2 separate regions of the Mustela erminea genome follow, and region 2 is linked to region 1. Evidence: chromatin contacts called from public Hi-C data. All regions are on one chromosome and are shown on one strand. The core of a region is the stretch at or near the end of the contact, and the rest is flanking DNA. Distances in the headings are between cores, read along the strand shown.

Region 1 (3,060 bases), core at 281-2,780:
GAGGGAAACGTACTATTTTCTCTCTCAACGACACACCTGAGAGACCACCTATAAGAGACCAGTTCTCAAAATGAGCACTTTTCCTGTGGTTCCATGTTATTTCCTTAAGCAAACTCCTCAGCAATTCCACCCTAAGAACATTACACAAAAATCGAAATACACAAAATACCCAAAGGTCACTGCACTTAAAATTTTTTCTACTTATGAAGGCAACACACGTATTCTTTTGACTGTGTTGATTTAAAGACCATGATGTTAGAACTTCTAACCTATGAAAAGATATAAGTGAGAGAGTCCTTAAAAGCTCCTTTAAGGGCAACTCACTGAAATTTGTAAGTTCATTTTAAATAATCTTGCTGATTTTATCCAGGATTCATCCCACTTGATCACCATTATCCACTAAACAATACAAAATGTGCATCTTCTAATCAAGTCTGAAGGGCACAAGAGACTAAATTTAAATAGGTATTATTATCTCAGACCTATTTGATTTTAACTAGCGAATAACAAGTCATTTTCCAGATATGGTGGGGGAAAGAAAATGACTGTTCTTTAAAACCCAAAGTTATGATGAAATCCTAAACACAGGAGTTTCCCCTGCCGAAAATAATCTGGCCCAGTCCGCAATTATTCTTTATGAAGATCTGCCTTTTATCATTTTATAATGTAGATGGTTAAAATAAAAACCAAAGGTATGACGACACAGAACCATAGTCCTTAAGGGGAACTGGAAATGAAGACGAATCCACACGGCACAGGATTTCCCATAATATCCATCATCCTCAAATGGGGATCATCCGAAGGCATTGCTTCTATAGCCCAAAGCCTTTGTCCATACTCCCAGGGGTCAGAGCTTCCTTCTTTCGCGCCAGGCCAAAGTTGCTACGTGGGATCCGATGCTGTCGCCAGACCTTCAGCCACAATCAGCCTTCAAATTAACCTGGACCGCCCAACCTCCGTGCCTTTCCGTTACGCTGTCCCAAGGGCAAACACTCCACCCTAACTCGCCACACGGTGTACTGCCCCATACCTAACTCAAAACACTTTGGGCCACTCTCATGCCTAACAAGCTGGGCCTTCAGCGCTTTTCTGCCACCACTGACTACGATGACATAGCAAAGAAAAAAAAAATACCTATGAAATCCTTCGATATCTTCACTCTTAAGAAAACTGGGCAGCGCGCACACAACACCACATGGGGACTGACGGGAGAGTCGGTGTTTAGCAAGGAATGAGGGTGCCCTAACGGCAGAAGCTGCGCTAGCTCCTGGCGCGGCTGCGGGCCCCGCCTTTCCCTGTTCTTCCGTCCCCATCGCCAAACCCCTCCCCACCCCCGACGCCCGAAGGGTAACTGCTTCGCACTTGGTAATAAACACACACCACTGCTGCCGAGTCGGACACACAAGGCCGGAGTCGGGGGACACTCTTCGTCGCAGCAGCCTGCCCAGGTGGAGCCCTCAGTGAGCCTAGAAGAAGATGGCGCCCACTCTCCCCTCCGCTCCGGACAAACGGACGTACAGTTTGTCTGCCCATGCGCTCTCCAGGCGTAACCCACCACCCCGGCGCCCCGGCCACGTTTGCGCAGGCGTCTTGACGCTCACCCGCTTCCCGTTGTCAGGGGAAGGGAGGCGGAGCCCGCGAGCGCGCCGTCCCGCCCTGGGTTTGGTGAGCTTCTGCGCATGCTCAGATTCCATCCAATCCGGGAGTCTCCACCAAAGAGAGGCGATATTCCTAGACAAAGTTCGGAGTCGACTCATTGTGGTAATGAGAAGCTTCAACAAATAACTCTTGAGGTACGTTGCACAAACGTTCGTGATTTCCAGGAGTTAAGGAAGGAGATACAAAAGCAGAGAAAAGTTGACAATTTCTTTCTGTCTTCAGCTCTGCAGTAATCGTGTGGCGCAAGCATCTTCTGAAAGGCTCTTTATAAAATCTGAAAGGGGATTAAAAATGTTTTATTGCCTTAGATGTTTGGCAGATACGATGCCAACACCCAGGGAGCTTAATAAATGCATGCCTATTTATATTATATTAAATTATGCCGAATTTATAGACACTAAGAACTTTGCGAAGCAATTTTTTTTGTTTGTTGTTCCTACTTTCCAGTTTTTTGAAACATGAGACAGACCAACCTTGAAAAAATGGTAAGTGAAAAGCACAATTACAGAAATGTTCTGTGATGCCGGCTACGTAATGGGTGGTGAACAACCTTATGTTTGATTTCATTTTTTTGCAAATAAAGCAGCCTACCAGTTTTCATTTTTTTGCAAATAAAGCAGACCACCAGTTTTATAACTACATGATGTATTTATGGGTGGAGTCAAAGCTCCCTAAGAAAGCAGAAACGATATCTTTAGAACACTTTGGAGATGAAAAAAATGAATTTTCCATCTCTCTGGTAGGATTGTGAGAAGAGATCATCTAACAAGTGAATAAAAGGTGGTTCCTGGAATGAGAGCCACCATTTACTCACTTGGGTAAATTTTTTAGCCTCTACATGCCTCAGTTTCCTCATCTGTAAAATGGGGATAATAGTAGCATCTACACCATGGGCTTGCCATAAATATTAAATGAGTTAATATGCGTAAAACCTGAGACTAGGTAAGTATTAGTGGTTTCATATGTCAGGGTGATCCTTATACAAGCAAAGGATAGCACTTTGGGAAGCTAGTTTCATTGAGTAGATAGCATTTGCCTTGATTATTCCCCACAGTCCAGGGTTTGGTCCTAGGGGAACCTGACCTCAAAAGCTAAAGTTTATGGAGGGCTTACTATGTGGCAAGCCCTGTGCATTATCTCATTGTATTCTTACAACTACTTTCAGAAGTAGTTACTATTATTTTTCCTATTTTACAGATAAGGGAAATGGACATAAAGGATCACATAGCTTGTTCAAAGCTACAGGGATAGTGCAAGGTAAAGCCAGGAATTGAACCCTGGTCATTTGCTCCCAGAGGCCACAGGGGAGGATTCTGTCCTTGGAGGTAGACTCCCTTTAAACAAGCACACAACCTACACTCCAGGATGTGAATATTGTCAATATTAATTCACAAGAAGAAA
Region 2 (3,397 bases), core at 475-2,974, 140 kb after region 1:
TGAGCCAGATACTTGTACCAATAATAGCTAATACTTACATAGCCTTTACGACCTGCTGTGTACTTTCTTTAACAAAATATATATTTATATTGGTCTACGTAATACAACCCTGTGTTATTACTATTTTTATTCCTATCTTACACATGAGAGAGCTGAGCCAGAACAAAGTTGCCCAAGATCACATAGTAAGCTGCAGAGCTGAGGCTGGAATCCAGGCAGCCTGCTTCTAGATCTGTTCTTACTCACTATGCTAAACCACATTCTACTGTATCTATGAACCAAGAAAAAAACAGATAAAAAATATCATATACTAGTAGGGAAAAGGATGTTGAAGAATGCTTACAAAATTATGAGAAGCTCATTTGAGAAGTAAAAAAGAAAGGGGGAAGTGAGGCAGATGGGCAGTCTAAATGCGGATGAAGTCTACTTAGAGCAGCTACAAGAGTTTTGTGGGCAGGTTGGAGCCAAACAAAAAAGTTCTCCTCTAATTTATTTAGAGACTAGAGGAGGCAGCTGAAAACATCCGGGAATTATGAAAAACCTGTTCTTGGCACTGTTTCGTGTATATAAAGTTTTTTCTTTACTACATACAAATCAAATAACGCAAGACTAATAGAAATAGAACTCCACAATGCTATTGACATGCGGTTTTTATATCGAACTGACATCACTTTATGAACTTTGTTGGCTAGTAACCAGATATGCTTAAGAAATCAAAGTAAACTTTAACACTAGGCAGGGTAAGTGCAATGATCAACTTGCTGTCATCTCCAAGGAAGCTTTTAGAGGCCACTATCAATGACTGAGTTCCCATAAACAGGGGATATGTGCTGATAGAGACAAACGAACAAGCCCTCAGGCTGTCTTCTGCTTAATCACAGAACGCCAAAGCCACCGCAAGCCTAACTTTAACTCACAGAAACAGAGTCTCATGGAGCAGAAATGACTTGGATGTTGGTCCTCTGATTCCCAAGTCCAGGGCTCCTCCCACTTCTGTAGGCTGCATTGTCTTTCCTTGTAATCAGGGAAAACGAGACAGACAATAGTGATTTCAAAGCCCTTCAGAGCACACACCCACTCTACGGGGAAAAGAAATCCCTCCTCACAACTTCCTAGACCGGCTTCCTCTCCCTAGACCCCGAGAGGTGTCCAGAAAACGACAGAAAACATTATCTGACTTCATGTTTCTAAAATCTGCAAAAGAATGCAAATGGATGGGGCAATAGATACTTTGGGACTGCCGTGCCTTATATTTTAGGCTAGGGCGAAACGGTGGGAATTCCGTTCCCTGCTGGGTTGAGTCGTCAACTGGTCGAGTCGTCCCCGCAGCCTATCCCTACGAAGCCACCAGGAAAGCGCAAGGAGGTTCAGCCGCCTGGCCACCTGGCACTTGGCCGGTCCCCCGCCGAGGTGCCAAGGATTCGCGGGAGCTCCTCCGGCTGGGAGCAGCCAGTCCACGGGGACCCCAGCTTGTGGCGATGCTGGAGCGGGCCCCAAAGCTTCCCCCCTACCCCGCCCGTAGTCAGCCGCTTCAAAGCCGCCCCGCCTAGCGGGTCGCTGGTCCCCAGCGCCTCGAAGCCCCACCTTCCACCCTGCTACCGGCGCGGTCACGTGAGGCGGGCCCGTGGAACCAATGAGCGGCTCGCTCGGAATGGAAGGGATTGTCTGACCCCCGTGACGTCACAAAGCTGGCGCGGAGCGCGCTGTTCTTCCTCCCCCCCCTCCCCGCCTCGGGCTGGGGCAGCTCTGCTCCTCTCCGCCCACTCGCCCTTGCGCAGCCAATCCGGAGGCGGGAAGTGCTCCGGCCCGGACGTTCGGGCGGGGCAGGGTGGCGGCCCGGCGGGGCAGGGAGTGGGCCAGCTGGGGGCCTGGGGCCGCACTCCGGGGAGTTAAGCCGGGTGGCCTGGAAGGAGTACGGGTTGGTGCCGCCGCTGCTGCTGCCGTCTCCTCGTCGGGAAGAAGCGGCTCCTCCCCTGCGTGCCCGGTTCGTATTCCCTGCTCCCATTCCCGAGCCGCCGGGTCCGGAATCCCCTGCTACCCGCCCAAAGTTGTGAGGGGGTTGCCCGGCGCGCCTGGGGAGCGGCGGCCGCCGGCGTGCGAAGGGTGGCGGCCGGAGCTGGGGGTGGGGAGGACGAGCCCCGGAGCGCTAGGTGCGCGCGGGGGCGTCGGGGCTGCGGGCGGGCGTGGCGGCGCCTAGGGGCAGCCGTGCGGACTCGGTTGGGGGGCGGGCCGACCGCAGCCGCTGTCAGCGCCGGGGGCGCCGTGGGGTCCTGCCGGAGGGCTGGCTCCGGGGAGGTGCGGCGGCGTGGCGCCCTCTGCCTGAGGGTCCCCCGTACGCACCGCGGGGTCCAGGCTGACCCCACCTGCGCGGTGGACCCTGCCTTAGGCTTCTGGACCGAAGCCGGCGTAGCGTGGGCCGGGCGGGGTGGGCAGCAGGTGGAGGATGTCGGGGGCCGGTGGGCTCCGCGCCCGGGCTGGAGGGAGGGGCCGGACCCGGGGCGCATCTCTGCTGGCTTGGGGTTCCAGCCGCCTCGGGCTGCGTCCCTGACTCTCTCGCCGGGTGGGTTTGTTTGGTTGGTTTCCTTCTCTCCTCCCCTTTCTCCCTGCTCCATCCCTCCCCCCCAGCCCCGTTCGCGGGGCTGGAGCGAGAGCTCGCCCCTCCTCTGTGCCCGCCTCCCCCGCCGCCGCCTCCTCTAATGAGCATCTCTGCCTTGCTTTCAATGGGCCGGTGCTGCTGTCGCTGCTGCTGTCCGCGCGGGTTGTGGATGTTGTCGGCTCCGTGTTGTGATGACAGGAGAATGTGTGTGTGTCCCGGGCCCAGACGAATTGGTAGGTATTCACTTAACTACCTGCGTTGGGTACCCAGGAAGGATGGTGACTGATTTTGTGCGTGGATGGTTCTAGGTGGGTCGCGTGGAATTAAGGGGTGAGGTAGATAGAAAAAGGGGACAAAAGGGTCCTGGACCTGGATAGCTTTGATTACCTTAGTGAGTGCAATTTTCAGGTGGGGACAAAGGAAACTAATCAAACAAGTGCTGGCTTGAGGCTTAGGGTCTTCTGAGGGAAATCGCTTTTTCATTCTTGTATAGATAATGGGAGCTATGAAATGGCTAGGCATTTCCAGAAAATGCTGAGAAACTGAAAAGTCTTTATATAGGATATATAATGTAATTGGATTACATAAACTGAGGTTCTGACACGTTTAATGACTAGTATAGCTCTTTTTTTTTTTTTTTTTCCATTTACACCAAAAGCGTTAAAAGCTAAAGAGCCCCGGAGTTGGTGCAGTATTAACAGCATTTTCTAATTAATATGATCCGTGAGTTTATTGAATGAAGTGGAATCATTTCTTGGCACAGGCTCTGCCCAGCACATCAGGAAGAATGGATAGGTCTCT

The links. Hi-C and Micro-C count contacts between places; a contact is called where the count stands out from the background.
Region 2: a contact with region 1 is called in a Hi-C map of spleen, with 2.2 times the contacts expected there. The contact joins the promoter of PDP1 here to the promoter of RBM12B in region 1. A contact is called at or near these places in 2 of 3 Hi-C or Micro-C datasets (skeletal muscle and spleen).

What each region holds. Positions count from the first base shown.
Region 1 is chr16:43,027,148-43,030,207 of mMusErm1.Pri, forward strand. It overlaps RBM12B (RNA-binding protein 12B), which reads right to left and starts at 1,531. Exons shown (of 4, transcript XM_032315555.1): 1 at 1,381-1,531.
Region 2 is chr16:43,164,027-43,167,423 of mMusErm1.Pri, forward strand. PDP1 (pyruvate dehyrogenase phosphatase catalytic subunit 1) reads left to right here and starts at 1,725. Exons shown (of 3, transcript XM_032316288.1): 1 at 1,725-1,984; 2 at 2,795-2,829. The coding sequence starts at 2,799.